Regions from separate parts of the Sus scrofa genome. Here region 2 is linked to region 1. Evidence: chromatin contacts called from public promoter capture Hi-C data. All regions are on one chromosome and are shown on one strand. Each heading gives the region's core, a stretch centred on a gene start, on an enhancer-like site or on the middle of the called end of the contact. The rest is flanking DNA. Distances are from core to core; before and after follow the strand shown.

Region 1 (3,779 bases), core at 407-2,906:
GTAGGGCGAGGGTCAGACCCCGCTGTCCCAGGCCTGTCAGACATGGCCCTGAAGTGATCCGTGGAATCGGGGGGCTCGCTGAGGGGGGAGGACGGAGGCCCCCAGGCCCCAGGCACAGTGGGGCAGAGGGTGACACTGTGCGGGTCAGCCAGGATAACTGAGGCACTGGTGAGGGGGAGGGAGGCCGGTGGTCAGTCACTCTCTCCCCCCAGCTCCCTGGCCCTGTGCTGAGCACCCTCGGCGGCGGGACAAGGACAGTCAGACGTCATAGCTCTAATTGAAGCCGCTTCTGCAGTCTGGGAAGAGATGCTCTTGCAATCCTAAGAGGGCTGCAAGGCTCCCTCCCTCTCTGCCTCCCCTGCCTGTCTCTAAGGCTAGCCCTCTCCTGGGATTTTTCACAGCCCCTCCACCTCCGAAGAGGGCTGGGGCCCCAGCTTCTCCCTTGCTGAGGGCTTCTTCCCCAGGCTTGCTCCCGCCCCCCAGCCAGGCCACCTGTTACTTTGTAGAGGAGACTTGGAGGGAGACCAGTGGGCTGTGGGCCGTGGGGTGGAGGTCCCCAGGCCTGACAGAGTTCTGGGGTGCAGAGGTCTCAGGGGTCCCTGACAGGCTGGGTGACCAGGGGCAGACGGAACCCCCCTCCTGAGTCATAACCTCAAAGCAGGAGCATTGGGGTGTGCACATGAACATGCCACATGGGGGCACACGCCACGTGCCTGGTGCAGATGTGTGGGAAGCTGGCCTCAGGTTGGGGTCCTAGTACCCCAAGGGGTGGGGAGGATGCAGTGGGGGTGGGAGGAATGGGACCCTTTGGCATCAGGGTGTTTGCTGTACTTCTCAGGGAGTGTTAAAGGGGCTCTGTTGCCTGACCTTTGCCCTTTAGGGGTCAGGAGGGGGTCCCTGCCAAGTCCTGGGGTCTAGGAGCCCCCACAGGCCCCGGGGGTGGGGGGTGGGGTGAAGCGGGCTTCGGGAAGAGGGCGCCGGCGGGGCGCGGTGGGAGGGGAGCGGAGGGGTGGCGGGTCGCCTTGGGAGCCCCAGGCTCCGCGGTGGAGGTGCGGGGACTGGCTGGGCTCCCAGAGGCTCTCTCTTTAAAAGGCCGGCGGAAATCGCGCGCTCGGCCGCACTTGCGGCGCAAACTTGGCGGCCAGGCTCGCGCTTTCTCGAGTGCGGCAGCAGCAGCGGGCGCCGGGGCTGAGCGGCTGCGGTCCCCTCGCCCCCTCGTGCTCGGGGCTCCCGCCCCCTCCCGCAGCCTCCCCTCCCGGCGTCTTCCTCGCTCGCTCTGCCCGTCTCGCGCTCCCTCTCTCGCTCGCTCTCCAGCGCGCTCTCTCGCTCGCTCTCATTTTTTCCTGCTGCCGAGCGGCTGCCGCGGCGCCTCCGGGCGCCCGCCTCTCGGCCGGCTGCGCTCGCTGCTCGGCTCCCGCTCCACTCCCTTCCCAGCTGCGAGCCCTCGGCCGGACCCCGCGCCCTGGAGCGCTGGGACGCCGGGCTCTGCGGCGGTGGAAGCAGGGCTGGCCGCCGCTCCCTGGCTCGCTGTCCCCGGAGCAGCAGCCCGACCGCCGCGCGCTTGGCGGCGGCTCCGGCCAGGCGGCCGCCAGCTCGTCCCCGCTGCGTCCCGGACTCCGGGCGGCTCCGCGCCGGGCTCGGTCCGCAGCGTCAGCGCCTCGCGCCCGGGCCTGGGCTCGGGCCACCGCGAGAAGCAAGCCTCCGGCCGCCGCCTCCCACACCACCGACCCCTCGCCTGCGCGCGGTGAGTTGTGGCCCGCGGGGAACGGGCAGGGGGACCGTGCCCTCCGGCCTCTGGGGCGCGGGCTGCGGCGGGCGCTCCGGGGCTCTGGGAGGTGGCTTCTGCCGAGCTCCCGCGCTCGGAGCTGCCCGGAGGAAGGTCGGCGGACCGGAGCCCTCCCGGCTGGAGGGCGCGGGACCCGGGCTGGAGGGTCTCCCCTCGGGGCCGGGCCGGGCTCTGCCGGCGCCCCGAGAACGGAGTAGGGCAGCGACTCTTTTGCGGGCTTGGGGGAGAGTGTCTCTGTGCCTGGGGTCGGGTCGGCTTCCACCGGATAGGGGGCTCGAGCCCGCGCTCAGGTAGGGGCGGCGGCGGCGTCAGGGCGCCCCTTCTGCGGAGAGCGGGGCGGGCGGGGGCGCGGGCAGTTCTTTGCCCGGGTTCCCTGCGGTCTCCCGGCGGGAGGGCAGCGGCAGCCTCTCTCGCCTCTGCTCCTTTCCCGGCACCCGCGCGGCGTCCGGCTCCCCGCGTTGGGAGCCCGAGGCCGCTTGCTCTGGGCGGAGGCGGGTTGGGACGGCACCCCAGGTTCTGGGGTCTCCCGGTAGCTCCGGGACTTCAGGGTCAGGTGCTTCTGGGACCCTGATGAACCTCTAGGCGGCCGCGGGGCGGGTGTGCGTGTGTGTGTTTGTGTGTGTGTGTGTGTGTGTGTTTTGGGGGGGTGTCCCCGGACTCCGGGGTCGGGCTTCCCCGGCTCCCAGGAGCTGGAAGCGCCCCCTCCCCGCGCGGGGGCGGGGCCGGGAGGTGGAGGCCCTGACTGCGAGCGGCGCCCCCGCACCGGGGCGGTCTGAGGCTGTTTGTGCTGAAATGGGGCGGCGGTGGCGGTGGCAGGGAGTCCGGAGGCCCGAGCGTACGAGCGCCCCCTCCCCCAGGCCGCGAGTGACACCCTCGCCTTCAGACTTCAGGTCCTTTCTGGAGGAGGCTCCTTGCTTCTCTCCCCACTCGGCTCACCGGCCCTGCTCCCGGCGCGGGAGGAAGCTGCTGTGCCAGGCGGAGCTGGGCTTGCTTCACGGGGTGCCCCAAGCCACGTGTCTGTTGGAGCGGTGGTCGGACTGTCTGCCCCTCGGTCAGTCTGGCAGGAAGCCCTCGATGCTGGTGGAGGGAGGGTTGTGTGTGTTTGTGTTCAGCCATAGCCCTTCCCCCTCGTGCTGGGGTGAAATGGGGGCTCAGGGCTGGCACCGGCCAACGCTGTAAGAATCTCCATCCTGGGTGCCCCCTTCCCACAGTCTGCAGGACAGCCCCCTTCCTGGCCAGCTCTCTGTGGAAGTGAGCAATGTTCTCATTCCCATGGCCCTATCGCCAGGACATCCCCTGGGTGGGCCCCCTCTTGCCCTGGATCCACAGGGGATGCTGGGCCTCAGGCCCTGGGTGAGCACCCCCTGCTCCTCGCAGGCCTCAGTGGTGCGAGAACTTCCAGGCAAAGGTGAGGAGCTGCAGGAGCTTTCCTGGCGTGGCAGAGAGAATTCCCACAGAGGAGTCTGGAGGCTCTTGAGTGTGGTTGCCCCCTGGGCAGGCCCTGGCTGCTGTGGAGAGGAGGGTGGGAGCCCCTCTCCCTGGCCCACCAGAGGACCACTTCTTGGAGGGTCTTTTCGGGTCTTTCTAGCCCTTACCGTCCTGCTCTTGGGCAGGGGTGGGGAACCTCTGGGGGTGGTGCCTTGGAGCCCTGCTTAGCTCTGGAGGGGCGTGCCTGCCCACTGGCGAATGGGTAGCCACTGTCTCCATGTCCCTGCAACTTTGTCATTGCAGCCATCAACTTTCCCCTCTCTGTCAATGCCTTTCAGGGAAAAAAAATACCCCCAAGTTACCCCCTCCTGAGGTCATAGTCGATTCCAGGGCTACCCCTCCCAGGCCGTTTGCCTTTGGGAGCGACTGGGGGAGGAAGAAGGAATGCTTCATCCAGAGGAGTGCTCTCCCAGGGGTGGGCTCTCCGAGAGAGAGAGCTGTGTGGGATGGTGGGGGGCCGGCGGTGTGTCACGGTGAACAGGTCCTGAGCCGGGGCAGGGGGAGG
Region 2 (3,779 bases), core at 939-3,438, 160 kb before region 1:
CAAACACATGTTTTTAAACAGTGAAATCACAAAAACACTTGAAGAAATTATAGGTGAATATTTATATAATGTTGAGACGTGGAATGACTTTTTAAGCATTGTGCCAAAGCCTGAAACCAAAAACTGATGTTGCGGTGAGGATTCCATTCCTGATCCAGGGAGCTTCCACATGCCGAGAGCTCAGTTTAAGAAAAAAAAAAAAAGAGGAGTTCCCATTGTGGCTCAGTGGTTAACGAATCCAACTAGGAACCATGAGGTTTCCGGTTCAATCCCTGGCCTTGCTCAGTGGGTTAAGGATCCGGCAATGCCGTGAGCTATGGTGTAGTTTGCAGATGTGGCTGTGATCCCCTGTTGCTGTAGCTCTGGTGTAGGCCGATGGTTACAGCTCTGATTAGATCCCTAGCCTGGGAACCTCCATATGCTGCAGGTGGGGCCCTAGAAAAAGACCAAAAAAAAAAAGTGAAACTTCTTCAAAATGCCATAAAATTTTTAAAAACTAGGAGAAATCCTTAAAAACATGTGACAAAGAGCTTACTATGGTTTTAAAGGGTGATTATGTAAATAGGAATTTCATATTAATAAGAAAAAAAACCTCAATAAAAAAACAGGTAATGGAAATGAATTTTTTTAAGGGCCACACCTATAGCATATGGAAGTTCTCAGACTAGGCATGGAATCAGAGCTTAAGCTGCCAGCCTACACCACAGCCAAAGCCACACCAGATCTGAGCAAATTTTTTTTTTCTTTTTAGGGCCACACCTGCAGTATATGGAGATTCCCAGGCTAGGGACTGAATCAGAGCTACAGCTGCCAGCCACAGCCACAGCAACACCAGATCCGAGCCGCGTCTGTGGCCTACACCACAGCTCAAGGCAACACTGGATTGAAGACCCACTGGACAATGCCAGGGATCGAACCCTCATCCTCATAGATCTTAGTCAGGTTCGTTAACCGCTGTGCCATGAAGGGAACTCCTTGGAAATGAATTTTTAAAGAAAGAACAAAAATGCCTAAAAAGAAAAGAAAAAAAAATGTTTAACCACAGAAGTAATCAAGAAAAGCAAATCAAAAGAACTATGAGATTAATATTTATGTATCATACTGACAGAAATGAATATCCAATGTCAGCAGGGTTAATAGGGAGTGAGCCTTGTTTTAACACCTGACCAAAATATAATTGATAATGCCTTCCAGAAGTCAATGTGGCATGTGTCAAAAACTTAAAAATGTGTGCTTTATTACTCAACAATTACACTCCAGGAATTTGTCACAAGGAAAATATTGGACAAAGGTGTGGATAAGTACGTGGCATCGTTTATTATAATAGTGAAGGATTTTTAATATATATATCCAACCATGGCATTGATTAAACCATTCATCAGCAGACTACTATGTAGTCATAACAGTTGCAGGCAATGACATGAAAAATTCGTGGAAGTTCCCATCTGGCTCAGCAGGTTAAGAAGCCCACTAATCTCCTTGAGGATGCAAGTTGCATCCCTGGCCTCACTCAGTGGGTTAAGGATCCAGTGTTGCTACAAACAGCTGCGTAGGTCCCAGATGCAGCTCTGATCTGGAATTGATGTGGCTGTGGTGCAGGCCGGCAGCTGCAGCTTCCATTCCACCACTAGCCTGGGAACTTGCATATGCTACAGGTGTGACGGTAAAAAGAAAAAAAAAATTCATTATGTATTATTGGGAAAGGAAAAAACAGGTTGTCAAACAGCATATCATGATGTACACACAAAACATTCCGTTTTTGTTAAAAAAATATATAGATTTCCTATGAGTCTGGAAGAATGTATACCAAATTGTTAATAGCGATTCTTTGGTCGATAGTATTCTACTTTTATTCTTTTATAATTGTTATTACTGTTGTTTATTTTTGTCTGAATGGTCTCTTTTTCCCGCTCAAAGAGCATATATTACTTACATAATAGTAAGTTAAATCACCGACAGGAAACAAAGAAAATAAATGAGTAGCGCACTTGCAAAGGGCCTGCCCAAGCATAAATGGCTATTTATCGACAAAACCCACAGGTTCAGAAGCCGGCCCCAGCGGTTTCCACGTGCGTGCTGTCAGGCTTCTCAGCGGCTGCCAGGAGCCGCCAGTCTCTCAGGCACTGCCGAGGCCACCCCAGGCCGCGCGAGGGTCCTGACAGGGGGCGGGGCGAGGCAGCCCGGAAGAGACGCTGCGCCGCGCATGCCCCTTCCTTTCTAGCTCCGGCCCCGTACGCAGTAGCCGCCGCGGTGAGTTCCTCTGGAGTCTGGGTTCCATCGGCCCCCATCCTGGCCCTCTGGCTGCTGTAGTCGCTGTGCTTCCCCAGGCGTGGGGCGGAGGAGGCCCTCTCCCGCTCCCCGCACGGCCATTTCCGAGTAGTGAGAGCGGCCAGGGGCGCATTTCGCAGGGCAGTGGGATTCTGGCTTGCGAAGATTGGCATCCCATGGCGGGGGCGGAGGAAGGGAGGATCCGGCTTGGGAGGCTGTCGCTCCTGCGCGCTTTTCCTTCGGGGCAGAACTCCGCACTCCGTGCTGCGTCCTTACCCGGCCCTGGAGCTCTAGCTCGGGAAGAGAACGGTAGGCTGAGAAGGCTCTATCCCTTTGGTTTGGGGTCAGTGGCCTGTTAAGGGCCGAGGGCTTTCCTCTGGGTCCCTCGCGCCATTCCGCACTAGGTAACCGTGGTTGAAGGTGCCGAAATAGTCCGCGCGTGCAGGAGCTGCGCCCCCTTTCCACCTTTGTTGTGAGAGCGAAAGTCCGGAGCGAGTATGTGCACAACTCCCCCCGCCCCTACAGGTTTATTTTTTAATGTTTTGGCAACTTCTCATCTGAATCGTTTTTCAAGGGTGGAGGAGGGAACGAGTAATTGTTAGGGTTCCCTTCTGTGGAGTTTGAATCCTTGTTTACTGTTTTCCACAGATTTTATTCCATTGAACAGTGGTTATTGTCGTTTCGGGATGATGGTTCCTGGCCCTTGGCCACATTGCTCAGAAGTTATTTATTTATTTATTTATTTTGTGTTTTGCCATTTGTTGGGCTGCTCCCGCGGCATATGAAGGTTCCCAGGCTAGGGGTTTAATCGGAGCTGTTGACACCAGCCTACGCCAGAGCCACAGCAACGCGGGATCCGAGCCGCGTCTGCAACCTACACCACAGCTCACGGCAACGCCGGATCGTTAACCCACTGAGCAAGGGCAGGGATCGAACCCGCAACCTCATGGTTCCTAGTCGGATTCGTTAACCACTGCGCCACAACGGGAACTCCCCAGAAGTAATCTTGATTATATCGCTTCCTTCTTGCAGATGCTGATGCCCAAGAAGAACCGGATTGCCATTTATGAACTCCTTTTCAAGGAGGGAGTGATGGTGGCCAAAAAAGACGTGCACATGCCGAAGCACCCCGAGCTGGCGGACAAGAATGTGCCTAATCTTCACGTCATGAAGGCCATGCAGGTAGGCGTGGGTGCAGATGGAGGGATTTTCCATGGTGTTCAAGGCAGATTCTAAGGAGAGGTCAGGACAGCCAGAGCAGCTTGATATCTTGAAGGGCTGTGAGGTAGACACACCCTGAAAACTTGTCTGTTGTGCAGTTTAGCCTCCCCTTTACACTGCATTTCTAGCTTCCAGCGTCTAGTTGGGTTTTAAACTGTAGTTTTTTTTCTTACAGTCACTCAAGTCACGAGGCTTCGTGAAGGAACAGTTTGCTTGGAGACATTTCTATTGGTACCTTACCAACGAGGGTATCCAGTATCTCCGTGATTACCTCCACCTCCCCCCTGAGA

Evidence for each region. Promoter capture Hi-C pulls out the DNA fragments that hold promoters and counts their contacts.
Region 2: a contact with region 1 is called in a promoter capture Hi-C map of skeletal muscle, with 6 times the contacts expected there. The contact joins the promoter of RPS10 here to the promoter of GRM4 in region 1. A contact is called at or near these places in 2 of 5 promoter capture datasets (fetal liver and skeletal muscle), 19 of 47 Hi-C or Micro-C datasets (alveolar macrophages, blood, brain and 10 more) and 2 of 2 datasets of contacts at active chromatin or transcription factors (alveolar macrophages and skeletal muscle).

The regions. Positions count from the first base shown.
Region 1 is chr7:30,276,456-30,280,234 of Sscrofa11.1, reverse strand. GRM4 (metabotropic glutamate receptor 4) reads left to right here and starts at 1,656. Exons shown (of 12, transcript XM_021098606.1): 1 at 1,656-1,744.
Region 2 is chr7:30,441,121-30,444,899 of Sscrofa11.1, reverse strand. RPS10 (ribosomal protein S10) reads left to right here and starts at 2,188. Exons shown (of 6, transcript NM_001244106.1): 1 at 2,188-2,577; 2 at 3,301-3,450; 3 at 3,665-3,779. The coding sequence starts at 3,301.